Regions from separate parts of the Mus musculus genome. Here all the other regions are linked to region 1. Evidence: chromatin contacts called from public HiChIP or PLAC-seq, Micro-C and promoter capture Hi-C data. All regions are on one chromosome and are shown on one strand. Each heading gives the region's core, a stretch centred on a gene start, on an enhancer-like site or on the middle of the called end of the contact. The rest is flanking DNA. Distances are from core to core; before and after follow the strand shown. Region 1 holds the start of Cops3 (COP9 signalosome subunit 3). Region 2 overlaps Tom1l2 (target of myb1-like 2 (chicken)). Region 3 overlaps Tom1l2 (target of myb1-like 2 (chicken)). Region 4 holds the start of Jmjd4 (jumonji domain containing 4). Region 5 holds the start of Zkscan17 (zinc finger with KRAB and SCAN domains 17). Region 6 holds the start of 4930412M03Rik (RIKEN cDNA 4930412M03 gene).

The links. Promoter capture Hi-C pulls out the DNA fragments that hold promoters and counts their contacts. Hi-C and Micro-C count contacts between places; a contact is called where the count stands out from the background. HiChIP or PLAC-seq counts read pairs in DNA pulled down with a chosen protein or histone mark.
Region 2: a contact with region 1 is called in a promoter capture Hi-C map of neural stem cells. The contact joins the enhancer-like site here to the promoter of Cops3 in region 1. A contact is called at or near these places in 6 of 39 promoter capture datasets (the C10 cell line, cranial neural crest, embryonic stem cells and 2 more), 3 of 115 datasets of contacts at active chromatin or transcription factors (astrocytes, embryonic stem cells and large pre-B cells) and 2 of 9 other capture datasets (liver and pancreatic islet).
Region 3: a contact with region 1 is called in a promoter capture Hi-C map of liver, with 2.6 times the contacts expected there. The contact joins the enhancer-like site here to the promoter of Cops3 in region 1. A contact is called at or near these places in 8 of 39 promoter capture datasets (3T3-L1-derived adipocytes, the C10 cell line, HPC-7-derived erythroid cells and 4 more), 2 of 484 Hi-C or Micro-C datasets (cortical neurons and granulocyte-monocyte progenitors), 7 of 115 datasets of contacts at active chromatin or transcription factors (the 230-238 cell line, astrocytes, craniofacial prominence and 4 more) and 3 of 9 other capture datasets (embryonic stem cells, liver and pancreatic islet).
Region 4: a contact with region 1 is called in an H3K27ac HiChIP or PLAC-seq map of epiblast stem cells, with 4 times the contacts expected there. The contact joins the promoter of Jmjd4 here to the promoter of Cops3 in region 1. A contact is called at or near these places in 1 of 39 promoter capture datasets (hematopoietic stem and progenitor cells) and 1 of 115 datasets of contacts at active chromatin or transcription factors (epiblast stem cells).
Region 5: a Micro-C map of embryonic stem cells shows a contact between it and region 1, with 4 times the contacts expected there. The contact joins the promoter of Zkscan17 here to the promoter of Cops3 in region 1. A contact is called at or near these places in 1 of 39 promoter capture datasets (cranial neural crest), 6 of 484 Hi-C or Micro-C datasets (LSK cells, embryonic stem cells, muscle stem cells and 1 more), 9 of 115 datasets of contacts at active chromatin or transcription factors (the NIH/3T3 cell line, differentiating embryonic stem cells, embryonic forebrain and 4 more) and 1 of 9 other capture datasets (embryonic stem cells).
Region 6: a contact with region 1 is called in an H3K27ac HiChIP or PLAC-seq map of trophoblast stem cells, with 17 read pairs. The contact joins the promoter of 4930412M03Rik here to the promoter of Cops3 in region 1. A contact is called at or near these places in 5 of 39 promoter capture datasets (the HPC-7 cell line, embryonic stem cells, neural stem cells and 2 more), 2 of 484 Hi-C or Micro-C datasets (B cells and embryonic stem cells), 10 of 115 datasets of contacts at active chromatin or transcription factors (bone marrow-derived macrophages, effector CD8 T cells, embryonic stem cells and 5 more) and 4 of 9 other capture datasets (adipose tissue, embryonic stem cells, liver and 1 more).

What each region holds. Positions count from the first base shown.
Region 1 is chr11:59,836,725-59,841,613 of GRCm38.p6, reverse strand. It overlaps Cops3 (COP9 signalosome subunit 3), which reads left to right and starts at 1,847. Exons shown (of 12, transcript NM_011991.1): 1 at 1,847-1,944; 2 at 4,594-4,723. The coding sequence starts at 1,890.
Region 2 is chr11:60,318,509-60,323,397 of GRCm38.p6, reverse strand. All of the region lies in intron 1 of Tom1l2 (target of myb1-like 2 (chicken)), which reads left to right. Among named protein-coding and RNA genes, the nearest start is that of Tom1l2, 32 kb to the left of the region's middle. Within about 2 kb of position 2,232, at least 21 of the 459 cell types and tissues checked have an H3K27ac peak or open chromatin away from gene starts, as enhancers often do. A contact at or near this core is called in pancreatic islet, where this site is marked.
Region 3 is chr11:60,299,744-60,304,632 of GRCm38.p6, reverse strand. All of the region lies in intron 1 of Tom1l2 (target of myb1-like 2 (chicken)), which reads left to right. Among named protein-coding and RNA genes, the nearest start is that of Gm38501, 43 kb to the right of the region's middle. Within about 2 kb of position 2,687, at least 131 of the 459 cell types and tissues checked have an H3K27ac peak or open chromatin away from gene starts, as enhancers often do. A contact at or near this core is called in astrocytes, double positive thymocytes, embryonic stem cells and 2 more, where this site is marked.
Region 4 is chr11:59,448,020-59,452,908 of GRCm38.p6, reverse strand. Jmjd4 (jumonji domain containing 4) reads right to left here and starts at 2,864. Exons shown (of 6, transcript NM_178659.6): 1 at 2,397-2,864; 2 at 2,069-2,234. The coding sequence starts at 2,664. It overlaps Snap47 (synaptosomal-associated protein, 47), which reads left to right and starts at 2,875. Exons shown (of 5, transcript NM_144521.3): 1 at 2,875-2,994.
Region 5 is chr11:59,504,302-59,509,190 of GRCm38.p6, reverse strand. It overlaps Zkscan17 (zinc finger with KRAB and SCAN domains 17), which reads left to right and starts at 2,551. Exons shown (of 10, transcript NM_172941.4): 1 at 2,551-3,027; 2 at 3,229-3,363. 4933439C10Rik (RIKEN cDNA 4933439C10 gene) reads right to left here and starts at 3,538. Exons shown (of 5, transcript NR_015585.3): 1 at 2,305-3,538; 2 at 1,879-2,000; 3 at 1,253-1,360.
Region 6 is chr11:60,112,664-60,117,552 of GRCm38.p6, reverse strand. It overlaps 4930412M03Rik (RIKEN cDNA 4930412M03 gene), which reads left to right and starts at 2,321. Exons shown (of 1, transcript NR_164317.1): 1 at 2,321-4,889. All of the region lies in intron 1 of Rai1 (retinoic acid induced 1), which reads right to left.

The sequences.
Region 1 (4,889 bases), core at 598-3,097:
CATACAGGGGTTGGGCAACATTACCCTGAGACAACAAATGCAGGCTCTTGGCTCATCCCTGACTACTCTATACCATCCAAGCAGGGAGTGGTTGCCCACCCGCTTGACCACAGATGAAGATGCTATATGAGCAAAAGAATGGGATGTCCAACCCCTAAAGTCCCTTTGACCATAGTAATGCCCGGTCAACTTATAGAGAACCATATGTGGGTCTATATTGGGAACAAGATAGAGGTTTACTGGTGAGTACGTGTGCAAAGAGTTCTTGTTATGACTAGATATGCCACTAGTACTGGTGTTTCTGCCCCCTTTGGAGCTGTGGTTCATTGACCACTTGGAAGGATGAAGATAAAGCAGTATTCCTCCAGAGGGTAGTGCCATCTCCAACTGTAAACCAGGAACCTATAATCTGGTTAAATATCCTTGTTGGTGACCGTTTCCTGTCACCAACCCACCAATTCCTCAGCTCCAAAACCTACGAATCCCTGAGCACAAACTCTCACCAGTCTTTGAGTTTGGCTTGAAATCTCACTAATCCTCACCGTGGAAATCTTTACCCTGGAAAACTCCTTCCCCATGAAACTCTGTATAAGCCTGTCTCCTCACCAATTCCCTGCTGCTTCTCCCAGGAGAGGCAGCACCCTCTGTTATCTCTCCCAATCTCTTGAGTGACGTTTGATGTGCCATGTGACTTTGTGGCATTCCTTGGCTCCAGACTGCCAGGATAACTTTCCCTTCAGCTGTCACACTTACACACAAGCAACCTCTCCCCTCAGAGCTGTAATACTTCCATTGGAGAAGTCTTTCCGGAGCTGTAACACATTCATTGGCATTGCCCCCTCGGAACTGCAACACTTGTATTAGGGAAAACTTGCCCCTTAGAGCGGTAACACTAACACCCTGGATCCCGGTTGCTTTCAAGAGTCTCCCTCTAAAGCCTCATTGCCTGAGGCCTTTCATTCATCTTATGAAGTGATACAAAGTAACCTTTTTCTCATCTTTGCTACAGCACTAGAAATCCTAGGAAAGAAATTAGTTCCGAGCCAAGCAGGAACCTAAAGTGTGCTGTGCTATCTATCAGAACCCCTTAGCCTTAGATTACCGAGCTTGCTTCAGAGGGAAAGTTTAACCTGAGTTTAACTGTTACAGATAGATGATGGTCATATAAGAAACCAAAGATGGAATGAGAAAAATCACTGCTTCAGTCTAGACCTGGGGAGCCTGGAAATCCGAGGAATTGCTTGGTGTTTAATTTTCAGCTTTAGAATTCAAAACCTTCCTAATGTTACACTTTGACTTGGGAAACTGTCCAGCACTAAGCTGTTAGTTCTCAGGCATTGTGTATGTTCAGAAATGAGCACAACCTCAGATACAGAAGGGTTTCTGGTCGTTAGATAAAAGCCACCATTCCTAGGAACTTATAAAACGAGTTCCCCATCCTTCAAAAGGAGTCATTTTCCCTTGCCTTTGGAAGAAAGTATGGCTCTCTAGTGACATGTTCCGGAAGTGGCAATGGAGCCGTGTCGGAAGTATGTGGCTAGGTTTAAAATAATGTTCAGTCATTCTAAGCAAAACTGGGCCCAGAAATTTTGTGCTTAAGTGTTATTCTTTCCTTTCTTCGTTATTTCCATTTAACATGAGACGAGATTTCCCAAGTGCACTACAATGAAAGGCGAGGGAGGGGACCTGACTTCCGGCGACTAGCGGAACTGTTTCCATGGAGACAGGAGGGGGTGCCTCAGCCAGGTAAGATCTCGCGGCGCTTGGCCGGCGGAAGTGACACAACCTGCCTCCAGGCTTTAGTGGGTCGCCGGGCCCCTCCTCCTAGAGCAGTCGCTTTTTCCCGCGCGAGCTTACCTCTGTTGCTCGGGCCACCAGCGGGGGGAAACATGGCGTCTGCTCTGGAGCAGTTCGTGAACAGTGTCCGACAGCTCTCAGCTCAAGGTGAGGCCTGGGCCGCAGAGCTGGCCCGGTATGCCCTGGCACCGGTGCGGATTTGGGACCGCCCTTCGCTCTCTAGCCTCTCCCCCTGGACCTGCTCAAGCCTTGGTGCTTAGGGTAGGAGCGCACGGCCGAGGGGAGCAGTCCTCGTGCTGTCGTGCGCCGTCGTCCTTGCCGTCGCCTTCCCCTGCCTCGGGCCCCGGAGACTTTCCTTCCCCTCCCCCTCCAGCACCCCCCCTCCGGGCCCCAGCCACGGGGCGCCGCTTGACAGTTTGGGGGCGTGACTTCCGGTAGGGGCATTCCGGAGCACCCATTGGTCCCTTGGCCATCACTGCTTTTTGGTGATTGGTCTAGCGTCCTGTCCGTCCTGCCGGTCTGCCCCCCCGCCCCCACCAGGCCCTTCTAGCGGCTGGAGGGGAGTCTTTTCTAGGCTCCTTGGCTAGAAGGCGTGAGTCTTGGCTGGCCAGCGGCGCACGCTCGGAATCCTCCGCCCCTATTTTGGTCGAACCGAGCTCCAAGGGAGCTTTCAGTAGTCGGACTACATCTCTAGGGCGTACAGTTGTTACTTTATTTCCCCCCCTTAATTTGCATACCGTCTGGTCCATTCATCTCGTCACTTGAACACACCCATAATCTTGAGCCAGAAGAATGTGACCTCTCTTTAATAGAGTTAAGGGAATGGAGTGGAGAAAGCATGTTAGAAATGCTTTTGACATGTGGAAATTCCGTGAGGTTAGGCTCGTTTCTTCATCTGTAGAAAAAGAGAGGTATGAGGTGTGTCCGGGTAGTTGTCCACCTAACTCTTGTAAGGTTTAAATGATGACACCATGCAAAATAAATGGTAATTCTCGTTTTCCTTGTCAGTGATAGACTTAAGCTCACAGGCCAGATAGACACCTGTGAGTGATTTTTTTTTTTCTTTAAATAAGTCATTCATCCATACGATACAGGTAGGACTAGTTAAGTAAGGAGTGAGCATAGGCGTGCACTCCTTTAGTCCCCTAACTCTGGAGGCTGAGTTAGGTGGATCTCTTGAGTTCAAGGCCAGCCAGCATTACACAATGAGAACCTTGTCTCTAAATAAGTTAATTAAGTGGAGCTGGAGAACAGCTCTCAGCATGTACTACTCTTTCAGAGGACCAGAGTTCAGTTCCTGGCATTGTTAGTGGACACCCAACCCCTTGTAACACCAGCTTCAAGGGACCCAAAACCTAACATCCTCTTCTGTCTCTTCACGCACCTTCACTTACATGCACATAACCACATACAGACACAGAAAATTAAAATTAGACAATTACAGCACAGCCGTACAAATGGATTCCTATGCAGCTGTGGGAAGAAAAGTGCATATACTTTTTGCAAACTGAAAAGGAATCTGAGGTCATCATTAAATAGCAGAAAGATGCTTAATAGTGTACACAACACAGTGCCATCTATGTGAATAAATAGACTGCATGGCGCATGGGTGAGTATTCCTATTCATGTGGACTGTCTTTAGATCCTTAAGGTGTTCACTGGTAACACTGGGTTGCTTCTGAGAAAAGAATGAGGCTAGCTGGAGTATAGACTCTGGATGGGAGAGGGTTCTCTTTAGTTTTGTAGATTGTCTGTAAACATGCACTTGGTTTTTGTTTGCTTTGGAGGTAGGGTCTCACTGTGTAATCCTGCTGGCCTGGAATTTACAGAGACCCACCTGTCTTTTCTCCTAGCCACACTATAATGCCATTAAGTGGAACTTTTTTTTTTTTTTTTTTTTTTTTTAAAGATTTATTTATTTATTATATGTAAGTACACTGTAGCTGTCTTCAGACACTCCAGAAGAGGGCGTCAGATCTTGTTAGGGATGGTTGTGAGCCACCATGTGGTTGCTGGGAATTGAACTCAGGACCTTCAGAAGAACAGTCGGGTGCTCTTACCCGCTGAGCCATCTCACCAGCCCCTTTTTTTTTTTTTTTTTAGCAGTTTGGAGGCTAGTCAGTCCAAGGAGCTGTTGCTTAGCTGCTCAGTAGACCCTTACACGTGGATTCACTTTGAGTTACCTGGTCACCACAGTCTCTTGTAGTACATTGAGGGCACAGAGTAGGTGGATAGTGAGTCGTGGGGAATGAAATTATGGCGAGGGCAGAGAGAAGAGCCCAAGTTGATGAATGACCGGGAGGTGAGTCAGTAGAAACCAGTTATTAAGTTGGCTCTGGACACTGAGCTGGGGTGTTTGGATTTATTAAAGCCTAGAGTGTAATTTGATTGAGTTTGCATAATAAGAAGTAGAATTTGGAATAAACATATATACCATTTAGAAGATATGCCAAGTAGTCCATACAAGAAGTGATAATGTTCGGAATTAAGACGTGAAAGGGAGAGGAGTGGAGCTGAGGAACTTATGGCATAATGTAAGTCCTGTTTGGTTCTGAGAAAGACAGTGACAGTGATATGTAGACTTCTGGCTTTAGGAACTGCAGGCGCTTTCTGGAGCCCAGAGGGGATTGGGAGGTCTTGTGTTTCCTCTGACTAGCTTTGAGGCAGGGGCAAGTTGTTTGTTCTCATCCTAGTCTCAGAGGAAGACATAACAAATCATCCAAGCATTTGAGAAGGAAGTCTGGTTAGTGTTCTTTAGTTATTACCCTAACTGAATGCTAGTGTTCTGTTTTGCAGGGCAAATGACTCAGCTTTGTGAACTCATCAACAAGAGTGGAGAACTCCTTGCGAAGAACTTGTCCCATCTGGACACTGTGCTTGGGGCTTTAGATGTTCAAGAACACTCTTTGGGTGTCCTTGCTGTTCTGTAAGGGACATTTTCTTTTCTTTTGTAGGTTTGTGCTTATTACAGTCTGTGTTTTCTAGTGTGCGCATATGCTCCAGCAAATCGCAGCTTACTATTATATTGTGTTCAGTTCCATGTCTTTTGTTTGTTTGGAGACAGGATCTCTCTGTAGCCTGGCTCCCTGACT
Region 2 (4,889 bases), core at 983-3,482, 480 kb before region 1:
TACTTCACAAATTTCAAGGTAGCCTGAGCTCCATGAAATCCTGTCTCACAAAAGAAAATAAAATTCTATTTTTAAGAATAGTGTTGAGAGGCTGAAGAAATAGGTCAGTGGTTAAGAGCACTTGCTATTCTTGCAGAGGACTGGAATTCAGTTCCTAGTTCCTGAGTTATATGTGGTTACTCAAAACCACATATAACTCAGCTACAGGAGATCTGATGTCCTCTTCAGGCTCTTATGGGAACCGACACTCACAGACACATACAGATACACACACAGAGAGACACACACAGACAAACACACACACACACACACATACACACAGCTTTTAAAGTAGCATGAAATGAGATGTCTGCTAACAGCATCATAACAAAATACCACATACTGGCTGGCTTTGATAGTACCTACTCTCTCATAGTTCTGGAGGCCCTGGAGTCTAAGGTCCTCGCTCCCTGGCTCTTGCAGAAGGCCATCTACCGCCATCTACCTTCTTGCTCTGTGCTCACACAGCCATTCTTCTAGGCATCTGAGATTTGAAGAGGACTGCTCTAACAACTCTTTTATTTTGTTCTTGGGGTTTTTTGTTTGTTTGTTTGTTTTTTGTTTTTCGAGACAGGACTTCTTGGTATATCCTTGGCTGTCCTGGAACTTGCTCTGTAGACCAGGCTGGCCTCGAACTCATAGAGATCCACCTGTCTCTGCCTCCTGAGTGCTGGGAATAAGGGTGTGCTCCACCACTGCTCAGCTTCTAACAGCTCTTTTAAATTAACTGTTTATCTCCAAGTATAACCATATTGTGGTGTTTTAGGAGTTATGCTTACAGATGGGTAGGGATACAACTAACACTTCACATTAGCTAGATTGAGATCTCTATGGCTAGGAGGCAATTCTTCTTATCTAGTTCTGTGTCTAGTTCTTTCTGTTCCTTGTTGAACACTGTATTTAATGTTTGGGATTATGTGGAGGTGAAGTAGTATTCATTAAGAACATTCCTAATTTCTAAGCACTTCTGCTAAAATTAGACCAGCATGGAGGGTGACATTTAGAGAGCAAAACCAGCCTGCTGCTGCCTACAATTCTAGCTTAGGGTCAATAATTCATCAGCTGCAAAGGCCAGGCTTGACCGGATTTTAGCAAAGGATTATACTTCTCTTCTGTTTTTCCCTATGGTACCAAGAGTTAAACCCAGGACCATGTCTATGCTAAGCACACACTTTACCACTGAACTACATTCTTAGTCCCAAGATTATATTTTAAATTTGTAAGGCTCAAGATAGAAAAGAAACCAGACAAAAGGATTGATTTAAAAATTACACAAATGAGCCATGCATGGTAGTACACACTTTTAATCCCAGCACTCAAGAAGCAGAGACAGTTAGACAAGTGCCAGAGCAGTCAGAGCTACACAGTGGGACCCTGTCTCATACAAACAAACAAACAAACAAACAAAAAACCAACACAAAATTACACAAGTAAAATACACTCAGTAAAAGAAGCCAGACACAAAAGGCCACACGTTGTTTGATTGCAGTTACATAAAATGTTCAGAATAGACAAGTCTATATCCAGAGAGAGCTGATTAAGTCATATAGCCTGAGAAGAGTGGGGACTGCAGTGACTACTGCTGGGACACAGGCTTCTTTCTTTCCTGGAGTTTGAGATCGGGCTGTCTCTCAGGTGTTATTGCTTTTACAGTTCTGGTAGAGTGTGCTTGAAATTCCCTAGCACTGTGGAACAAAACAGAAATATCCTGGAGTTAACAGGAGAGCTACTTATGCATGTATATAAATAAATAACTAAGTCTCTTGGACTTGTGCCCTTCACAAGGGTGAACTTTGCAGTTATAAGGATTGACTGTGGATGGTGAGCTGTGTAACGTTTCTGAACTTTGTTCCTCAGGTTTCCTTTCCTAAGTTGTTTTCATTTTTAGAATGTTGAGGTAGTGTCTTGCTACATAACCCAGGCTGGCCTAGCACTCCACGTAGCCCAGGATATCCTCAAGCGCAAGATCTTCTTGTGTTCCTCAAATTTTCAGTAATTATTGTAATGGGGGGAGGGAACCAGAGCTCTGCATTTCACTAAGATTTCTTAGCATACGGCTTTGTATGCAGAGAAATATCCTTGAAATACCAAGAGGTCACCTTTGCTCTTAACATTGCTTGACTAGAAGAGATGACTAAAATGCACAGGCCATCAGTAGGAAATGAGTATAAGTGTGTTGCTCATAATCAGGTTGGCCCCACGTAACCTGTTCCTCCTAGAGAGTCTGTCTCCTTGTCAGTGGCTGACCTGTGCTCTGCAGGGATACAGCTCTTTTTTACTGATGGAGTCCACAGATGCCTTGAAATCCATGTGAGTGTTCATTTAGAGAATTGCTGGTTCCATGTGTGACTTGTTTTCAGTCCAATGCTGGGAGATTTCCGAGCTCTATATATTTTTAATGTGCACTAAATAATTCATTAAGGTTGTTCGTGCTTACCTCACTTCCAACGTGCCTGTTTCTACCTCATTTTTAACCTCGCAGAGCCTTATAGCAATCTGTTTCCTGGCTAATGTGTAACCTCGTGGAGCCTTATAGCAATCTGTTTCCTGGCTAATGACCACATAAAGTCATCTCAGAAAGGAAAGCTGGAGACGTTCATGTTACCTTTGCCAGTTTGTGCTTTCAGTCCACCCTTTGGTATTTGCAAAGGTCAGATGAGCTATTTCTGTGTCCATGGCCCTGATTAATGGGAAATCTTGCATTCTCATTGGTCCCCAAGGATGAAGGATTGGTGTGGTGGTGGCAGGCAGCATCTGCTGGAATGTCAGAGCACAGTGTTGGGAATTGGATGAGCAGCAGGCCTATGAAGCATTAAGGAGGTGGTGCTCCTCTGATGCTAGCCCATAAGGAGGTGGTGCTCCTCTGATGCTAGCCCATGAGTTTCCCTCGTCTGCAGCCATGCAGACAGCTCCGGGAGTGGTTCTTCTCCTCCATTAAGCCTTGTTGCTAGGAATTTAATGTGGAAAGTACAATTTGCCCCTTCCCTAAGAGGACTGTAGACTGTTTGTCAGCCTCCTGATTCCCTGAGTCTTCCCAAGTGCCCTGTGAGTTGGCATGCTTGTATTTAGCTTCTTACCCTCCTTTTCAACTTAAATAAAAATTGCTGTGTTGGCATGGAGATTTCAGAGAGAGCAGGTGCTTAGTGCACTGGGGAGAATATCTCTGGATAACAGGGGACTTGCTTCCCACCCAAGAGCAGATGGTCCATGTTCATTTATCTTCTGACCTTTCTTTGCTTCTCAGACACCAAATTTCAGATCCCAGGGATCATAAATATTCTTTAAGTTTGTAGCCATAGAGATGCCGAGGGCAGCAAGCTGTGGGTGTCATTCCCCACTTGTTAGAACACTTCCCAGCACTAAATCAGACGGGTGGAACAGTACGCTTTATGGACCCCTGAAGGACACCACAGCAAGGCTGCCGTGGCCAAGGTCAAGCAGGAACCCTCTGCTCAGTGCTGCAGACTCACCTGTCCAGTTGCTTGGCAGCTTGCCAAGCAGCTGCTCCTCGACACCATGATGATGGGCACAGACCAGTTTTGCCTGCCCAGGGGGTCTCATTATTAATGTCTTCAATAGTGCTAAAGCCACCTGGTGTTAGTCACCTTGTCTGCTGCCTCTCTGCTCCTGAGCACCTGCTTTCTCGTCAGGAGACAGACCCACACGTGTGGTGTGGAGTGCTCTGCGAACAGGCACGCCTGAGCGGGACAGAGGGAGGATGCCTACACAAAGGGGTAGTCTGAGCTAGTCACCTTAAGGAGTAAGCTACTATGCCCCACTGCTCTGGGAGGTTTTTAATTTTTTTTTAATATATGTGTATGAATGTTTTGCTTGCATGTTTGTCTGTGCACAGCATGTGGGCCTCATATCCACAGAGGCCAATAGAGGGCCTCAGATCCTCTGCAAACATGTAGATGCTGGAAGCCAAACCCAGGTTCTTTCAATAGCAGCCAGTACTCTTAGCTGCTAAGCCTCCTGGGAAGATTTTTGGTTTTGTTTTTTAACCATTTTTTCTTCCCTTTCTTTCTTTCTTTCTTTCTTTCTTTCTTTCTCTCTTTACCCCCTCCATTAATTGATTTATTTATTCACTTTGCACCCTGATCGCAGCCCCCTCCTTGTAGGTGCCCTCACACAGCCCCTCCCCTATTCCCTTCTCTCCCTTCTTTACTGTCCTTGGGACTTCAAGCAAGTGCTGTCCACTTCCCCAGCCCAGAATTTCTATTTAAGAGTGACCATTCAGGGTGATATAAAAGGGATATAAAAGGTAGTCTAAGAGGAGAGAGATGAGCTAATCTGACGTCACCCCTCCTTTTGGCAGTTGATAGTGGGAGGCCTGGAGGCAGCTCAGCCTGCCTATCTGCACATTCACATTCGTGCCTTCCCCACTTCTCCTCAGCCCTGTAGTCTTCCTAGATCCCCATACCCTCCCGACTCCCAAGTCCTGTTCACTTCCCGAGGCCTCCCCTGGCTCAGCCTCCCTCTGCATCTGACTCTCCAGGCTGCTCTGCCTGGTTCTCAGTGGAGACTGCCTGGTACGCTCAACTGCTGGCTCAGCTTAGCCACACAGGATTGACCATTCAGCAAGAAGAAAGGAGGAGCACCTTGAAGTGGCTTAGGTGACTCTTACAGTGGCTCAGAGGGGACTTGGGGTTTGGGTCAGAACTCATCCAGTTTGAGACTCCTAAGAGTAAGAAGTCTTTGAATTTTTTTGTTTCTGCTTTTTATGTTCTTATTATGGAAAGTTTCAGGCATCTGCATGAGCAGGGAAGACAGGCTATGGCATGGCCGAGCATCTGATCCAGCTGGTCTCATGTGGCCCAGCCTGCTCCCCTCATCCTCCCTCCCACCTA
Region 3 (4,889 bases), core at 1,438-3,937, 460 kb before region 1:
TCTAAAGTGGAAGGTCCTGTCTCCGTATAATAGGCTGCTAGCACTGTCCAGGGACCGCATCACTGCCCTGGCTGACCTGGGAATGAGTGCTGCCTGTTCTCATGAGTTCTTGGTTTTCCTTTCTACTTTTGAAACAAAAATGTATTGAAATTTCATTTTCTCCATAGGTTTTCTTGGGTTAGAAATGACTTAGAAATGATTATAAGTCTTATCCAGGTAAGGTAAGTAGGGTAATTGTAGTCTTTAAAAGTGTAGAAAGCATAGAGCCCGTAATTAGTACGCACAGTGTTCATATTAGACCTGACCGGCCATTGAGGAGTGATAGATTTTTAATTAATTAATTAAATCTTGTTTCTCTGTGTAGTCCTGGCTGTCCTGGAACTCACTCTGTAGACCTGGCTGGCCTTGAACTTTCTCCTGCTTCTGCCTTCCCAGTGTTGGGGTTAAAGATGTGTGCCACAACACCTGGCTTACAGTCATTCATATATCATGGATTAATAAATGAACAGTAAAGTACATATTAGGTTCAGGTAGATATGTATGCATTTGAGGTCAGCCTAGTCTATATAGTGAGTTCCAAGTCAGCCAAGGCTTCATAGTGACACTGTCTCGAAAACAAAACAAAATAACTATAATTCCAGGCTCATGGTCATCTTTGCTTTATTTTCATTGGAAGTAAATGATTATTAAAAAAACAGAACAAACAAACAAACAAAAAACCTTAAGTTTCCCCCCCCCTTTTTTTTTTTGACTTGTACCATCACAGAGAGAGGCAGGGAGGGTGGCCCAGGGCAGTGAGGCAGCAACACTTGCCACAGAAAGTTTTCCTGGCACGTTGAGGAGCTCCTTGCAAGAGAATACTGAGAGGGCTATTATCTCAGACAAGTGATGGAATTAGTTGGTGCAGGCCCGCATGAGCCCTTGAGTATTGTTGGCAGGGTCTGGTGGGTATTGCTGGCAGGAGGAGGTGCTCCTGTCTTTTTCTTCCCCTGCCAAGTGTGTAGTTGTGTTGCTATAGATGCCTGGATTCCCCTTTTCATCACTCTTGCAAGTCTTTGATTTGCTGGTTCCCTAGCACCACCTCAACCAATTTGGGGTGGGAGTTGTTAGAAAAATGAGCTAAATAAAGCTTATGCGTTCACAGGTCTGGTGCATTGAAGGTAGCTCAGCAGAATGACTGCCTGATGGGTAGCATATAACAGCCTTGTCTTCTAGGGCCTTGAGAAGAACAGCATGGGCTCAGATCAGAGCATCCAAGTGAGACCCACTCTCCTGCCTTCCCTGAATACAGGCATGGAGTCAGGGCAGCTCTCTGTGCTGGGGGTCTTCACAAATGCACAGAACTAAGCTTTTCCTAGAGAGCTGCTGCACATCAAGGTAACAACTTCACCTTAGGCCTGGCCACTGTCTTGCTATTCGTGAGCATCCATATTATTTTTAACATTCCTGTTAGTAGCTACCGTGGTTTGGTTTGAGTGAAGAACCTGTTGAGAAGGTGTGTAGAATTGTGTGTGAGAGCTTTTCTAGAAAAGTCTACCAGATTCTCAGACATCTTATTTAAGAAGAGTTAAACAAAGTGCTGGTCTGTATACCGGGCACTGTCTATGGGGATCCAAGGAGCTCTGGCCCTGGCCAGAGCAGCCAAAGAGTTGCAGCTCTCTGAGAGGAAGCCAGAGCAAGGCAGGCTGCAGGGCCTCTTCCACAGCTGCTGCTGTGAAGTTGATGGCAGTCAGGTGTCGTGTCAGGATGCAGTAGGCAACTAGGGGCAAAGGTTGGAGCTACGGAGGAGGAAGTGGCTGCCGTAGGCTCCAGCACTCTGCTGGTTGGGTCAGGTTAAGATCCAGATGAAAGATTCAAGAGAGAACCCTCTTCCCTGGAGTGTTACAGCTCGATCGGTAAGACAGGCACTCAGACAATCTTTGGTGAAATAACTTGTGCACCTTATTCCTTGAGGATAGGGCCTTATAAACGTGTTGGGGTGGGGTGGGATCTAGAGGCAGATGCTTTCTATTGCCTTGGTCTGAGATGTCAGGGATGCCTTATCTGCATGGGGAAGGACTGCAGGTGTTGTCCCTAAGAGACTGATTGTAACAGTCCTCTCCGTGGGGTGTCATGGTCACATGTTTCAGAACAGGAACCTGGTTGAGGGTAGATTTAATGCCTACCGTTCTCAATTATGAAAATTGCTGGAGCTCCTGAATCCACTTGACCTTACCAGATTTCCTGTCTAGTGGCACGGTCCCCTGCCCCACACTGCTGCTCTGAACAGTGGCTATCTGAATTTCTTTCTGGCATCCTAAAATATCAGCCCTCTCCTCAAGCCTGTTACTCAAAGCACCTGTAGGCAGGAGGGATGGGGCGGCATCTGGGTAGCTAAGAACAGGTGATACCCCACCGGAAGGCCCTGGACTGTCCCTGCTGTTGCCCTCAGGAGCCCCTGAAGCTCCAGTGTGATCTAACACCCTCCCTGCACAGAGCTAGGAGTGGCCATGGTCCTGGCTGCCCTCCTGCCCTTACTTCTCACCACAGTGTCGGGCTGAGGGGAGGCCTGTTCCCCAGCTGTACCTGGGGAGTTAAGTATCAGGAGCCACAGCAGTGAGACTCATTTGCTTGCGGGTCTGGACAGGAAGTCTGCCTGGCTTTGTGTTGCCCACAGTGCAGGCAGCACTTTGTGAATCAGAACTGGAGGCATTGTTCTCTGATTACCACCAAGGAATGCTTTTCCTGAATGGTTCCTGTGGGTGTGAGTAGCTCTGAAGGAAGAATTCCCTGAGACATTTCAGACAGTAGCTATTTATGTTCTACTCTTTTGGTCAGACATCACTGACTACCTGCTGTGTGCAGGTAGAACTCGCTGTCTATCAGGGAAGGCAAGTCTGTGGAAAGACATTATTTAAGCCATAGAGAGTAAGCGAGCCCATCATAGGGATCCCAGAGGGGCACAATTAATTCTGCAAGTGCACTTGTGGGGGTGGCCTCCCTCACTAATAGGAGGCCACCGAAGCTGTGTGTTAAAGGGAGGATGTGGCTTCTGCAGTCTCCTGTGAGCCTTCCCATTATGGAGGCATGCATTTTTACCTTGTTATTAGTATGCACATAATATTTTGTGCTGCTGCCTTTCTGCTTAGCATTCCACTGCTCATTTCCACTTAGCAACTAGGCCAAAGTATTTATCATTTTTAAAAGCTACATAGCATTCTTGCCTTGTTGATGTACCCTCATTGCATAGCTGTCCTCTCATTTGTTGGGAAGAGCAGTTTTTCTCAATGATGCATGCTTGCAGTTGGCGCTTCTTCTCCCCGCTTCCTTCCTTCCTTCCTCAGGCATCTATGGCCAGGCTAAAGTTATGAATGGCCTTATGCTTTCTCCTTGGCTTTTTTCTTTTTCTTATGGAAAGTTCCAAACACACAAAAAAGGGAAATGATGATTATAACGATCCCCACGTATTACTCATTGAGCCTCAATAATAATCAGTCCATGGTTATTACCACACCAAAAATAAATTAGTCGTGACTCTTCATTTTCTATGGTATTAAAAATGGAAGCAGGGTCCTCATCTCCACTAAGCTGTAGCTCCAGTCTATTGTAATTGATTCCTAAGTGGGAATACCTGGTCATCCAAATGAAAGCTGACGGTTTCCCAGTGCTGCTTTGGTCACTTTCATGAAGCCAAATTGCTTTTTGTTCCAGTGTATTCTCCAGAGAAGTTTTGCTTGACCTGTCAGTTAGTGATTGGGAATGTTTTTATCAAGAAAGGATCTGCCTGCCTACAGGGCCTGGCCTCCAAAGGAGTGGAAGGGAGGGGGAGGAGGAGGACTGGTACCGTTCTTCACTTCCATGGGAAACTCGGCTGTATCACCCTTCTCACATACGTGAACTGTCAGTGTGTGGGGGTGACACGGTGTCAGGCTCTCCCCATGAGCCCACCCTGTTAAAGCAAACATCGTCATGCTGTCATTTCCAGCACCGAGAAAGAAAAGCTACATGGCATTAACTTTCTTTTTCTACAGTAAAATCTCCTAAGCTAGGAAGATGCTCACTCCCCACTGCATTTGGTCATTCTGTTTGCATGTCTCCCTTGGCAAGCTTTGTTCTGTATTGTTCAAGGTGACCCAGTTAGAACTACTGTTTAAAGTCATGCTGGCCTCAGTAAGTTACACAACCTGTGTGGGATTCAGTCTACTAGCTCTGCATAGTGTACAAGGAAGTGCATGGAGTCTCTTAATATTTTAAGGTGGCCACATTATAATCTCTCCTATTTGTTCTGTGTTGATATTCCTGATTTTTTTTTTTCGTGATGGTGGATAGGAACAAACAGCTTCCTAAATGATTCACAACCCTGCTGTATTTGTCATCACAGACTGAATCTCAGTTTGGGCCTCTTGGATTAACCAATACTTAGCCAGCTCCTGGGTGGCCTCCTCTGGGATTAGGAATGTTAACAGGGAGGCTGGGCCAGGTGATGTGCCTTTGAGAGACTGGGAGTCTTGGGTAGGCAGCTCTCCTTAGAGAAGAGTCAATACATTCAGTAAGATTGCTCGTGCTCAGTCCAGCCTAGAGCCTATTCCTTACTGTTTCTTTCTTCTTTTTTCTTCTTCTTCTTCTTCTTCTTTTTTTTTTTTTTTTTTCCCTTCGAGGACTTTATATTCTTTCAATGCATAAAAATCAAAAAACCAGTTCAGCTTCTAGGAATATCATAAATGTAAGAAGGTACTGCTACCACCATTCAATATAACTGGTATAAATTAGTTTTTTTGGTTTTTGTTGTTGTTTTGGTTTTTTGTTTTTGTTTTTGTTTTGTTTTGTTTTTGTTTTTCGAGACAGGGTTTCTCTGGATGGCCCTGGCTGTCCTGGAACTCACTTTGTAGACCAGGCTGGCCTCGAACTCA
Region 4 (4,889 bases), core at 1,615-4,114, 390 kb after region 1:
AGTCAAACACTATTTCAAATGGACAATTTTCTAGCATAAATATGCCAGTGTAATATTTGGTAAATACTTATACCAGCAGCATCAAAGCAAGCAAACAAAAAAGACCAAAAAGCTGGGTGTGGTGGCGCACGCTTTTAATCTCAGCACTCGGGAGGCAGAGGCAGGTGGATTTCTGAGTTCGAGGCCAGCCTGGTCTACAGAGTGAGTTCCAGGACAGCCAGGGCTATAAAGAGAAACCCTGTCTTGAAAAACCAAAAAAAAAAAAAAAAAAAAGTTTACCTAAAATTCCAAGCTACTACACACAACAGTATTAGGGCCTGTGTTAAGGTTTGCTCTGTTGCTAAAGTCTGTACCCTAAGGTCTAGACCTAGGAGTGAATTCTCAGTTACCAGCTCTTGTTGTGCAAACCTTGTTCCTTAATTTAAAACTATTGATTAAATAAAAATGGCTATGGCCAATTACTGGAGAAATTAGAGGTAGGCAGGGGTGGGAGGGTTTAGTTACCTGGTTGAGCATGAGAAAAAAGGAAAGAACGAGGAGGTGAGGAGAAGGCGCCATGAGAGATGGCCCTTGAGCACATGGCCGGGGGAAACATCACGCACTTGGGGAACACCACTGGGGGTGTAGCCAGGCCACGGTTAGAAAAGTAGAACAGGGGTTTCCCCCAGCAATTATCAAAGCTAAATAAAAAAACCACAGTCTGAGTATCATTTATTTGTACACTAGTGGGGATAAGCTTAAATTGGTTGTACTACAGGCCTGTGAGTCTGTTTCTGCCACGATGAGATCCAGGACGTGTGTCTGGTCACACTTTACCCAGCTCCTGCTCTGGGCCCACAGAAGTAGCATGGCAGGGTAGCTGGAAGCTGGTGTTTCTCTTGCATCTGGTCAGTTATGGGAACTGCAGGGGCCTGAATTCCATCCCACTCTACAGTTCAGAGCCTTATTGCGCACACAAATGATACAGGAATTCAACTGTTCATTGGTTCACTCAATGTTACACTGTGCCTTTTGCTGGGGGTCTGAGTACAATGGTCTGTACTTGTGAAAGGGACGTCAGGTAGAGGAAAACACACAGTCGCAGGGTCACCATGGAAAAGGGTAATGCTCTTCCCAAAGAGAGCATCACGTGAGCTGGGTCTTAGGGACAGCCCAAACTCCTGAGATGTAGGGAGCGCCTCGGCTTATGATGGCCTTACGTACTGACATGTCCAAGCTGAAAATACCATAAATGTCAAAACATACTAACAGTATGTGTTTATATGCTCACAACCTTAGCATTCCCAGTTCCAAAAGGAAAACACAACAGTGTGCCTAAGTGCATGACTACCGTAGCTTAGCACAGCAACAGAGCACACTGTAAAGGTGTGATCATTTTAGTAGATCCGGGGGTTTAGATGGAGGTTATGGCTTCTTGACCCTGTCCATCATTGAGAGAGAAGGGTGGGAGATGAACAGACCATATATAGCTAGCCTGGGAAGACACCATAATTCAAATTTTGAAGTAGTTTCTACTGACTGCAATGCATTCTTGCTCCAGCAAGACGTCAAAAATCTCCTAAGTAAAGCTGTCACAAGATGCTGTGTGAGAAAAGTGGAAGCTGATAAGGGAGAGTATTGAATGTGTCTTTAAAGAGTAAAGGGGTTTCCAAAGTGGGACAAGAGTGGTTGCGGAAAGGTCACTTGTCCCTTTAGAGAGCTTAGAATGGCCCAGGGGATGGCAAGAATCCCCAGAGCAATCGTAGAAGGAACAAGCGTCCTCTCAGTGGGGTTGCAGAGAGGACAGCCCCAGAGGATCTGAGATACCAGCTCAAAAATACAGAAGAGGAAGGAGACACCAGGCCGCCTGTACCCATACAAGATGTACGAAAGACTTACCTTCCCCATAATAGTCTACCTGGCTCGCTATGTTGATCTCCCCACATCTTCGCATCAGTTCTGTGATACACATTAGAACTCTGCTGTAGAGGTAGCCCCTCTGAGTGCAGTGGGCGTGCTCCACCTGGACTGGCTGCACTAGCTGCTTAGGGTAAGTGCCCAATGGCCATGCGCCGTCCTGTCTTATTACCTGCACAGATGCCAGTCCTTGAGGTAGAGGCAGCCCCGCGAAGAGGAGTAACTCCCTTGGATGTAGTCCTTCCAGTAACTGATATAGTCGCGGAAGGACATGTGCTCCTTGGGGTTTGAATTGTATTCTCGCACTCCACAGTTGGCAACCGGTACAACCGCGTCTCCTGCAGCGAGAGAGTCAGCACAGAAATGGCAGAGTCATACACGTAGTTCACCATCTTGGGGTCCGGCCACCCTCTGGCCGAATTATCCAGACTCCACTAGTCTGTCCGGCCCCGGCCGCCCTCCCATGCCGGGGTCTATACCTCCCGTCTGCGCCCTCCTACCATACTTCTGCTGCAGATACTCGAAGTCAGGCTTTCCCTCCGAGGTCACCCAGCGCCGCCTGCTGCCCCAGCCCTCGGTGAAGGCGCTAGAAAACACGCAGGGCAGGTTAGGCAGCAGGAAGCCCTTCACGAAGTCAGCATAGGAGAAGGCGTTCGGGGTCTGAATGAAGGTCACGCCGCTGGGTGTGGGGCCGCCACCGCCGCTAGGGACTGGGTCTCGGAGGTCCCGGTAGTACCGCTCGGCAAAGGTGCGTGTCTCCCGATCCATCCACCGGGAAACCTGACCCCAGAGGCCCAGTCCGGCTTCTCGCTACACCCCAAATAGGGACCGGAGGCTGAGAAACCCCCTAAAATCAGCTCGGAGTGGTAACCACAGAGAAAGAGCCCGGAACGAAAAGCCACAGGTGCGACATTCCAGCAGGAACGCGGGCCTTGGGGCTCCCAGGGTGTGCGCGTGCGCGCCTACGCGGCCCCGCCCTCTCGCGCAGGCGTACAAGCGCTCGCCGAGTGGCTGACCTGCTCCCCAGCTGCTGGCGTCTCTGTCTGGTGGTCCAGTGGAGCGTGCCATTGCGTCTTCTGCGTGCTCCTCTTGCCTCAGGTGAGCTGCTACCGCGCAGCTAGCCAGTACCGGAGCCCGCCACCGACACAGGAGATGAACATCAGTCTCAAACCTCAAAGGATGACTGGGTCCTGAGAGGATGCTGGGGCGCAGAGCGGGCGGTCAGGATCCGCGGGGGGTGGGGCGGCGGGGTGGGGGTGGGGCGGCGGGTGGGGGTGGGGCGGCGGGGTTGGGCGGCGGGGTGGGGGGTGGGGGTGATGTTCCCGAGTGTCTTGGATAGATTGTGGAGGAACCTTTTAAAGGATTGTGATGTTTCCTTAGAAATAGAACGAGGAAAAATTAAAAGGAGAAAATGAGCTTTTTTGGGGGGCGGGGGGGGGGAGATGCTGAGGTTCAGGTAGAGAGGTATGTATGCATTGGGAAGAGGGGAAGGATAGAAACGAGGCGGAGGAGGGTTGTTTGGCCAAACTCGCCTGTTGTGGCCTTTATCGTGACGCTTGTCTGGAGCTGTGTTGCGGCTAGGTCATGGTAGAGATGACAGCTCATAGAGAAATTCAAGTGACGAGAAACATCGATGCCAGGACTCGTGGTGCACGCCTATAATCCCAGTATTGGGGATGCTGAAACGGAAAGGTTCCGAGGTTCTAAGCCAAAATGAACCACAAATCATGACTTAGCTCCAAAAGAAAAAAAGCCAGGTTACAATAACAACAACAATAAAACCCCAACGCACCCAGAATTCCATTCACGTGTAATCACTAACTCTGGTATTGAGCCAGTTTTTTCCAGGTATGCATGTGTTTATACATTTTATCCCTGTTACCCCCTCCCTCTCTTCCCTCTTTTCCTGCATTGGCAGCATGTTATATTTGGAAACACCATTTTAGATTTTTTAAAATCTCCTCCTACAATTGGCCTACAATTCTTAAAATTCCTGGACAGGTTGAGTTGATAAATGCCATTTTGCATGCTAATGAGTCCAACACCATCCAACAGCCAGTAGGGTAGATTCCAGATGGAATGGCTCACTGAAAGACCTGAGTAGGATCAGAGGGTGGGGACTTTGAACCCAGCCCTCAGCTTCTAGGGCTAAAGGTTGAGTGGGTCATCAGTGGTCAGTGTCTCATCAGTCATGTCCACAGCATCCCTAGAAGACCCATTCAGAGGATCCTATGTGCTTAGGGAGGTGAGGGCTGGTTCTTCTTAGAAGTTGGTGGTTTTCTGAGTAATACGAGCTTCTAGGGGAACTCCAAACCAAGGAGGACCTCTGGAACCCTGCTTTCTAGGTGCTGGCCATCAGAGTGGTACTACAACCTGGGCTTGCATCTGCACCAATGTAGGGACATCTTGGGAGACAGAACCCCACCCTTGGGACCTAATATGATCTTGAGGCAGACATTTGTCAGAGCTGAACTGAATTAAGGACATTCTTCCTCTGGTGTTCACTGATAAGGACCCTTTTAGGGTCCCAGAATCCTGTACTGACTAGGACATGAGAGTAGAGGTAAAATATGTAGTTTGTTTTGTTTTCTGGGAAAGTATGAAACCCAGTTAGGAATTACTTCTTTGCTTGAGTATCTAAGACCATTGTCCACGAGCAAGAAAGAGGTCAGGGCCAGCAGGTAGGTATATATGCTCTCAAGAGCTCTGGGGCAGCGTAGCCTGTGGCACTGTAATGGGAACATGAGCCCTTGTGCCCTGTGTAGTTAGTGCTGTAATCCTGGTCTTCACATGATAGCTGGCCTCTGGGTGTTAGTAACAGAGCCGATTATGTGAGGCCTGGCGAGAGGCCCGAAACCCAGGTGTGTGCCCATGAAGTTGCCTCTCCTACCTCCAGCTGGGAAGTGCTGGTGATGCACATCCCCAGCCCACACAGACCTATGGAAACTGCGCATCCTGGGCAGAGCCACCCCAGAAGAAAACAGGAAAGGATT
Region 5 (4,889 bases), core at 1,302-3,801, 330 kb after region 1:
TCCTCTGTGTCACCCCCAAGTTCTACCTCAGTGACCCGGCTAAACTTCTTCCTTTCCCTGTTTCAGAGAAGAGCTGGCCAAAAGGATCTAAAGGCCAAAGTATCTTTTCTGGGAGGCCAGTTCAAACTGGCTAGATCTACGCTAAGTTAAGGTGCCATGAGTCTTTAATCATCTGTAGCTAAGCAATGTCTCCAATCTCCTGACAGTTAATAATTGCCAAGGATCACAAAAGGAATAAAAAGGGACATCGGATTTTCTGGAAATTTTCCAGAATCCCCAGGAAAAAAAAAGTAATATTCCTATTTTGTTAGTTGGTGCCCCCACCTTCCTTAGTTTTTGCCCCTTGAGATAAGAGTCTAGCCTGGGCTGCCTTGCTACTAGACATGCAGCACAGCCCAGGCTGGCCTCCAGCTCTCCGTCTTCCTGCCTCAGCTTCCCAGGTGCTGGGACTCACAGGCATGCACCCAGGCAGTCGGCCCCCCTCAGTTACACCATAGCTAGAGTACTCCCATGGCCAAGGGGTAGGAAGTTGACTTTCAAGTCTGTTTCCCATTCTTGGCAAGAGTCAAAGTCCCGGGCTGGAGAGATGGCTCAGTGGTTGAGAGCACTGACTGCTCTTCCCGAGGTCCTGAGTTCAAGTCCCAGCAACCACATGGTGGCTCACAACCATCCATAATGAGATCTGATGCCCTCTTCCAGTATGTCTGGAGACAGTTACAGTGTCCTTACATATAATAAATAAATCTTTAAAAAAAAAATCAAAGTCACACTCATTTTAAGGCTGTCACTCTGATGGCAACAGAGATGGGGGGATCATTGGGACCACAGAGCAGGGTTTACAAGTGTCATCAGGTACTTCACCCACAACTCCTGACAGAACCCTGCTTGTTACAGAGTGAAATGCCTTTCTGTGGCTGCCCCAGGGCCCCATCACCTCAACTCCTTCATTTCAAAGACCACCTTTGCCAGGATGCCTGACACACCTGACTCCTCAATACAGCATGGTAACAACTCTCAGGCTCTGCTCAGAACTCAGTCCTGAGGTTGCTGTTCTGATTCAGTTTCCCCGTGGCTCCACTGACCAGAGCTCTGCTCACTATTCGCCCTTCCGATGGTCAGTGGGGTGCACAGATGCGCCCAGGATCTGGATGGGAGTGGCAAACTGCAGCTGTCTTGCAGACTCTCAGTACATATTCCCTGAATAGCCTCACAATGAAGCAGACAGCATCAGTCTCCTGTATGAGGGAGGTACCTGAAGCACAGAGAGGTCACGCAGGCCTTAGATCACCTGACTGCGCCTTGATGGGTGTGATTTAACACAGGTGCTCCGATTCCAGTCTATTAGTCCCTATTCCAGGTTCTATGCAGAAGAAACACAGAAAGAAGGCATATTAGGAGTCATTGGCGGCTTCTGAACAGCGAGAGGGGACCTAAATCCTGAGAGTTGTGAGCTCAGGGGGAGAAACTAAAGGGAAAGTGTTTGTGGGGGGAGAAAAATCCCATGTATCAGCCACCTCCTGGCGCTGCATTTTACCTGCGTGAGGGCTCCAATAAGTGCGCCTCTGAGGAATCCAAGTATTGAGCAGCCACCAGGCAGGAGCCTAAACAGCAGCCCTTCGGGATACACAACTGGACTAATCACTAGGCTTGACTCCCCAACGGGGTCTTTGGTCATTCCAGGCTGTGCTTCCTGGCTGGTGTTTTTGAAAAGGGATTGGCATGGATTTGTAAGTCTAGGTGGCTCCTATTGCTCTCTGTGAGCCTTAAGTCCCAGCCTTGGGTGACCCTTGCTTGCTCAGCGTTCTTCTGCACTTGGGGAACAATCATCCACTTGACTCACCTCCTAATGTCCCAAAACCTCGACCCTTAACTCCATACCTACTAGTCGGAAGAGATTGTCCCAGTCCCAATTATTAGAAGGAAACGGAAGCACGAAGTCTGCCGGTGGTGGGGTGTCTCTATCAAACCACCTTCTTTAAGGGTGACTTCCTACCATGTACCTTCGAAAGAGAACCAGAAAGGGGAAAAAAAATCAGCACAGTAGCTCACTTCTAGGCAGATTTTTCTTTGCTTCCTCCCTTTGACAGTCCGGCTCCATTGTCCAGCCCGAGGGAACTGAGGGAGGATTTGGACTCTACTCAACACAGGGTAGATGAGGCAGGAATAGGTTCCAATGCCCTAGTTCTTGGTCACCTCTCACTCTCCGTGACTTAAGTCACTCTGTCCTGTGTTTATGCATTAAGCCAGCGACAAGCTCCCCAACTCATACTCTCAGGATTGGCAACCTTCTCTCTCCGTACTCACCAGGACTATCCTGGTGCTCAGAGGGACCCAGAGTGCTACAGTCTTCCTTAAACAGAGAAATCGTAGATCATCTCCATGCCACGAAGCCGCGGGCCGCTGCTTCGGCGAGCACCGTGGATCGCTGGGTCTGCATTTCTCCAGTCCTACCGATTTGGGTGGCTCTGGCAGCGTTGGCTTTGAAATGGAATTGCGGCTGGAAGGGATTGGGGCACAACAGCACACACGGGATGCAAATGGTCACTGGGAGATCCCCTTACACCTCATCCCTCCTCCTCCCAATTCTGGCATTTCGCCAGCGCCGCCAGACCAGCCCTTCCCTGCGCCCACACAAGAGGAGCAGAGAAGAGCAAAGCCCCAAGCCGGCCTCCCTGGCTGGTGGCCGCGCGAACTGGCCCCCAGCGCCCGGGTCCCGCCGGGGCGCGCGCGCGCATCCCGAGCCCGCTAGGAAGGCCCACAAAGCTAAAGCCCGGGCCCCGGGCCCAGGCCGGGAGAGCACGGAGCGGGGCGGGGCGGGGCGGTCCAGGCGGGCCGGGGGTGTCGGATGTCACCCCCCCGCGTACACCTCGGCCAGGAGGCGGGGAAGCGAACCACTGAGATGAGGAGACCTCCTCGGTCCTAGAGCGGTGCAGGAAGTGTCCCAGGGGAGGGAGCCGGAGGGCTCCGGCCTTTCCTTTCCGCGGCGGCCCGGCCTACGCGGCCCGCCAACCGGGACGCTGCGCAGCGGTGAGTATACTGTGGCCCGGCTTCCCATGCCCCGCTGTCTGAACCCGGAACCCGCTCCCCACTTCCCGCGCTCTGATCCCCAGCCCGCGCCTGGGTCCTGCTCCCTGTTCTCCTCTTCCCGCGTCCGGGCCCAGATCCCTGCTCCCAGAGCCGCGTCCTCATAGGTGCCCTCGGGGATGAAGCAATACAATTCTCTTCCAGGCGTCTCCCTTCGCTCCCAAGCCCAGCTGATGCATTCTAGAGGATCCCGAGACAGGGTTGGCCTGGCCAGGGACCGAGTCTGGCCCATGCATTGGAGCCGCCTCTGCCAAAACACCAGAGAGACCGAGCTGGAAGGTGAGGATCTGCTCGCCTGCTGTCCCGGGCTTCGAAGGAAAGAGCCAGCAAATCTGAAAGAGTGGAAGCGACAGAAACCCCATAGTTCTCCTGGCCTAAAACACCCTCCTCTTCCTCCTCCTCCTGCTCTTCATTCCTTCCCTGGGATCCTGCGCCTTCAATAACTGCTTTGGGCAAGCCCCGCCCCTGCGGGAGCCCTCCCCTCCCTAACGGTAGTTCATTCATAAAGCTTCCGCTCCCGAGGCTCCTGCGCGCCAGGTGCCAGAGTGACAAAGAGGCACACGCTTGTCTGGCCTAGGGCTCTTTGAGAGCAGTCCCCCAGCAGAACCGGGTGCTGAGGGTGGGACCCTGGACACACTATCCTAAGTGTAGACCTGAGCCATTCAGGGCCCAGCAGGTGGGAGACAGTGGGCGGAGGAAGCAGGAGAGAGCGGGCGGGGCCCGGATTGGGTTCTTAATACGGGAGTAAGACGTGAGAGTAGTCGAGGTTCACAGCCTGTTGCTTTCAGAAGCTCGCGTCGGGTGTCTGCCTTTACTTCGGCAATCAGAGGAATACAGAAAAGTTGAGGTTCCAGGTTGTTATTCGGTTGCTTGGTGGCTTTCTGGTATCGCTTGTCTTCCAGCAAAGTGGTGCTGCCCCGCTGGGAGTCTCTTCCAGGTGAGGGTGTAAAGGGCCAGGCAGTGAGCGGCCCTGCCTGGGCTTTTCCGGAATCCCGAGAGCCCAACTCGGTGACTCCGTTTACCTTTTCTCCGAGTGTTCCAAAGTGTGGGTCAAGTGGAGAGACCGTGATATACTGTGCCCCTGGTGTGTTTGCTGGATTGTGTATGTGATAGTCGGGCTGAAAGCCTGGCGGTGACTGCCTCCTCTCTCATGACCAGGAAGGGCCACAATGTCACTATGTGTACCACTGCCTTAAGGAGAATCTGGAGAAAACAAGGGATAGGCTCAGACGGAACACTAGTAGCTTTTTTTTTTTTAGCCACATTTTTAGGTACTAAAATATAATTACATAACTACCCCCTTCCCTTCCCTCCAGCCCCTTTTACTCACACACACACACACACACACACTTATGCACGCACCTGCACACTTAACTATATAACAAGAACTTAAAAATTTTTTTTGAGATTTAAATTTTTAATAACATGTATACCTGTGTAGATATCTTTGTGTGAGTCTATGCCCTTGGGTGCGGTGCCCATGGAGGCTCGAAGAGGGTGTGGGAAACACTTACAGGACTTTGTGGACAGAGGGAAAAGTAGTGTGTACTCTCAACCAACCACTCAGCTGCTTCTGCAGCCCCTGTGTTGGACCAGGTGCGTGTAAGGCTTGTCATAAAGCACTGTATGGGGAAGAGGCACAGTCTTAGCTGCAACTCTGACACTGAGCTGTACCCCCAGGCCTAGCATTGGTGGTTTTAAATACAAGTCTTACTTTAACGCTCTGAGTTCCTTCTGTACCTGGGAGTTTTTGTCCTTGCCAGCACAGAGTGAAAGTTTCTGTCCCTGGCAGAGTGACATTGTTC
Region 6 (4,889 bases), core at 1,072-3,571, 280 kb before region 1:
CTCAGCAAGACCAGACAAAAAGAATAGTCAAGAGATGAACACAAGTCTCTAGGTCTGAGGGAAGGTTGCCTGGCTCTGGGTGAGGCTGGGTCTGATCCTTTCCAGCCTTGTATGTCTGGCCAAATAAAAGTCTTTGCTTGAGCCTAGGGCTCAACATGGGCCAAGAACCTTCTGGGTTCCTGTACAGAATGGTGGCTTCCTCAACCTCTCTTATAAGAAAGACTCCTGGGCCAGGCGTGGTAGTGCACGCCTTTAATCCCAGCACTCGGGAGGCAGAGGCAGGCAGATTTCTGAGTTCGAGACCAGCCTGGTCTACAAAGTGAGTTCCAGGACAGCCAGGGCTATACAGAGAAACCCTGTCTCGAAAAAACAAAACAAAACAAACAAAAAACAAACAAACAAAGATGCCTGGTCCAAGACACTTGTTAGAGGTTAATGGCAGGAAAAGAGACCTGCCAAGGGTCTGTGGATAGAGAGATGAGTGACATGACTACCTGGGTAGCCCAACAGGCTGCTAGCTCTCCTAAGATTAAAACTCCCCATCTCAGATTCCCACGGATGCACAGAACAGAGGATGATACCTTGTAGTGCACTATGCCGATCCGGTGTCCACACTAAGTTTGGCATCAATATGGTGACATCCTGGGAGTTGGGGACACCAGGTTTCTGGGAATTGAACTCCAGAACTTTGGAAGAGCAGTCAGTGCTCCTAATAGCGGAGCCATCTCTCCAGCCTTTCTCTGCCTCTTACTGTGGGGTGGAGTTTAGGCAGAATGCTAACATACCTTGTATGGCATTATATGAGAAAGGCAGAGTATATACTTCAGGTACCTACAAGAGTGGTAGCATACACAGTAAGGATAACCCTATGACAGGCAATGCCTTTAGAGACTAGAATATGGGTAAATTTCTTCCTTTTAACTCATATTTTTCAAAAGTTCTATAATAAGCCTGTTCTCCTTTTATAGCAAGAAAAAAAAGCTATTAAAGTCATCAAATACTTTACAAGTCCAAACATACAGCATGACTCTTTCATTCTTTGCATTTGTTGTGCTCATCCCATATTGTTTTTCAGGAATTTAGGACACACACACATACAGTGTGAATGAGTGAGTGTGTGTGTAGAGGAAAACTTGCCAGAGTCAGTTTTCTTCAAAGTCAGGTCACGAGGCTTTGTAGCAGGCCCTTTACCTGCTAAGCCATCTCACTGGTCCTATATCGTTTTTTGAGATGAGGGTTTTGGTATGTTGCACAAGCTAATCCTAAACTCCTGCTGCACTCAACCTCAAAAGGAGCTGAGATGTCAGGCATGGGTGGGTCTGGTTCTACTTTTGAACTTCTCTACAGTCAGCATATTCAGATTATCAGACTAGAAAATACTTAGAATTGGGAAGTTTTGTTTTGTTTTGAAACACAAGAACTCCTCATTATACAACCCAGGCTGGTCTCAATCTTGCTAGCCTATCAACCTCAGCTTCCTGAAGCGCTAGAGATACAAGTGTGCACCACTACTCTTGGCCTACATATCAAGATACATCCTTCTGCTTCCATAAAAACCTACTCTCGTCCTCCTGTGTGTGCCCTGGGTGAGGCTGAAGAAAGGCAGAGTCCAGCAGCTTAAGAGGCAATCTTCTTGCCAAGACCCTAAGACCAGTATTAAATTTAGCTGCCTGCTCCATACAAGCAGAAGGGGGCAGAAGCCAACTGAATTGGAGCCTCTTACTGGACTAGAGGAAAGAAAGCAGATCAGGAGGGTGAAGTTAGGGATTCAAGGCATGAAAAGCATGCGGAGAGAGGGCAGCATTACATGGGTCAAACTTGGCAACAAAGTTTAGTTACAGGTTTCCCAGGGCAGGCGATGGAGCCCGGGCTCAGAAAGTAAGAATGTACCTCCTGGCCAGGCAACCAAACGTCTGCCAGCTACAAGAGGCCAAGTGCTGGGCTCTGTCGAGGACAAGCGAGTACCTCTGGGCACAACTCTGCCAGTGTAAGAGAGTGTCGGGGCGCTCCCCGCGCCTCGTCCGTGAAGGACCGCGCAAAGAAGCACCAAGGCTGTGGCACCCGGGGGAGGGGAGAGCTAGACAGCAGAGAGCCCTGAGAGTACCTTCCCAGGTCTGGAAGCCACGCCTCCGGCTTTGCAATCCCGGAAAGGGGCCCGGCTCTACCAGGGGCGGGGCCTTGGCTGCCGGTCCCAGCAGCGCGGAGCATGACGGGCCAGGAGCTGCCATGGCGACTCAGTGCCCGCCCCGCCCCGCCCCGCCCCGCCCCTTGCACCTCCCGTGTGGAACGCTGCTTAGGGGGGCGCCGCGGGCTGGCGGGCAGGAAGCGCGGGCGTCTGCCCTCCCGCCGCCCGTTTCGAGGTCGTGGAGAGGAGAGGAAATGGCCCCGGAGCAACCACGCAGCTGCCTGATCGTCTGGCCCGACCGCGCCTCAGTAGATTTGGGTCCTGGTCTGAGCAGCCGGGCTGGTGCGGGTGTCCTCACTAGGATAATGAATACAGCTCCACTACCTATACTACCCAAGACGACCCCTCACACGCTCTGCGAGGAAACCGGTCTTCGGACCTGTGCCCCCAACCTGGTGGCCTGCACCAGTGATAGGGCAATTTGACTCCTAGTCGTGGGGGCTTGTGATACTATCTCTACCTACAGACACCCACTGCCTGTCACTGCACAGTAAACCTTCCTGCTCCACAGGGCTGCCTCCCCACTGGAATTCCCACCGTGTTCCTGGTTCTGGAAAGTCTGTTTTCCCGGGTGGCCATGATACCCTCCCTACTACTCCACTTCTTCCTTGCAGTCACAAGCAGCAGAGTGGAATGGGAGCTCGACACTGACTAGGCCTTTAACAGTCCTAAGGTATGTTAGTCCTAAGGTATGTTAGTCCCAGGGAGTCCGTTAGATCTGTACAGAAGTCAAGTGGCAGGGCCCAAGCGTTGCCTGTCTACAAGGAATGGGCCTCGTCATCCAGCTCTGGCTACCCACAACCCAACTACAGCTCGACCTCCCATACCTCCTCCCTCTCTCGCCTACCACAGGCCTGGCTTCCCTTCTGAGCCGCCAATCTGAAGCCACACAAAGGCCTGTTTGTTTGCTTTCACTCCGACTCCCCCCCCTGGATCCTATGTCTTTTCTCTGCTACCTGCCGGCAGGGCTTCCTCTCCCAGCCGCCAGCGGGCTGAAGAGGAGGGGCCGAAGGGAAAGAGGGGCAGCCATTGCAGAAAGCCCTGCCTCATGATCACCCCGTGGTTCCTCGAATCCACCTCCCTAGTACCAGGAGCTCTCAGTTTGATGGCTTGACAAATGACGATGACACTGGTGTCCCTTCAAGGTGTCTCCGAATAAAGGGAGCTAGCTGGGTGGGCAATACCTGGGTAGAGAAAGAGGAGCAGATAGACTCAGCTAGTCTCCCCCTATCCATGTGAACAAGATTTGTTTGTAAGAAAGGCTGCCTTGGCTTTCTAAGCAACCTGGAGTCTGCCAGGAGATATGGAGATGAAGGGGGCCAGGAGGCCTCGATGGAGCAGGCAGAAGGATGTTGTTTCCCAGCTCCCCCTCGGTTGGTGGGTGCCCTCAGTGTCCACTTTGGCTAGGCACCCCAGAGAACATCTTGTGTCTCAGAAGCCCTGCACAGCCAAGTGAGCTGAAATAAGGCTTTCACGGGCAAAGAAAAACAAACAGCCACATTCCACACCACCTTCTCTACCTGCAGAGGGAGGCTGCCCTCTCTCCCCATTCAAATAAAGAAATTCGACACTGATATAGCACAGAGATAGGCAATCTGGCCTGGCTCCCCCACCAGAGCTCTTTTATTGCACCCTGCCAAGCTGGGTGGCCCAGGGCGGGTCCTTCCCTCCCTGGGGCCTCTTTCCCTTTCCAGGCTGAGTTTAACCCCTATGGCCACTTCCAGGATGAAAACATTATGCCCACCCAAGAATGGAGGAAACCAAAAGAAAAACCCACAGGAAGAAAAACCTCCCTAGTCAACCTCAGGGCTGTCTGTCTCCAAACCTTAAACTTTTCTTACCTGAAAACAGTGTCATTTCACAGCAGCTGATTGATTATCTATGAAACGGGTGAATGACTAATGTGAAAGGAAGGTGGTAAGCAGGGTTAACTTGGAGCCCAGTAGTTGTGATTCTCAACTGGTTGAGCTCATGTCGGTCTCTTAACCTTTCTGAGCTTTAGTTTCTTTGACAGAACAGTTAAGGGTTAGAGAGGACCACCCAGTACCTGGCACAAAGCAGGTACAGCTTAAATGATAGTTCTCCTGGCAATGAGAGACGGGCCTTCACTCATCAGAGGAGTCAGAGCTCCCTTCCCTTCGCCTTCACCAGCTGGCTTTGTCTACAGGTATCCCATCACTTCTTCCCATCTCTGACCTCTAGAAACTTCTGGTAAAGGCCACAGCCACCCCACCTGACGTCCCTAAGCTCCCAAGAGACAGTGTCACCCCAAGGGAATAAAGCCAGCTCCATCAACGTTATGCTAAGTCTGATTTGGCAAACCCTGTTTTTAGTGCTATTTTGAGCCACAGTGGGGATTTTCTGTGCTGTCTCAAAGGTATACATAGGATTGCTTCCCATCCCACTCCTCTCTGTGCTTGACATGAAAATGTTGTTCTTCCTCTTCTCTCTCTCCCCACCTATTAGAGGATGTAATCCAAACAAAGGCTAGAATCTAGGATTTGGTTCCAGAGCAGCCTGGGATAGCAATGGCCTCTATTCTCTCATACCTAACCTGATCTTCTGTTTCCACAGTGCAACAGAAGAGCTGCAGCTTTCAGACAGACAGAGTGAAAGGTTTCTCATTAGCATCCCTCAACCTCGGGAAGCTTCTCCCGGTCCCGAAGGCTAAGAGCCTTTTCCAGCAGCCAGCCTTGCAATGCTA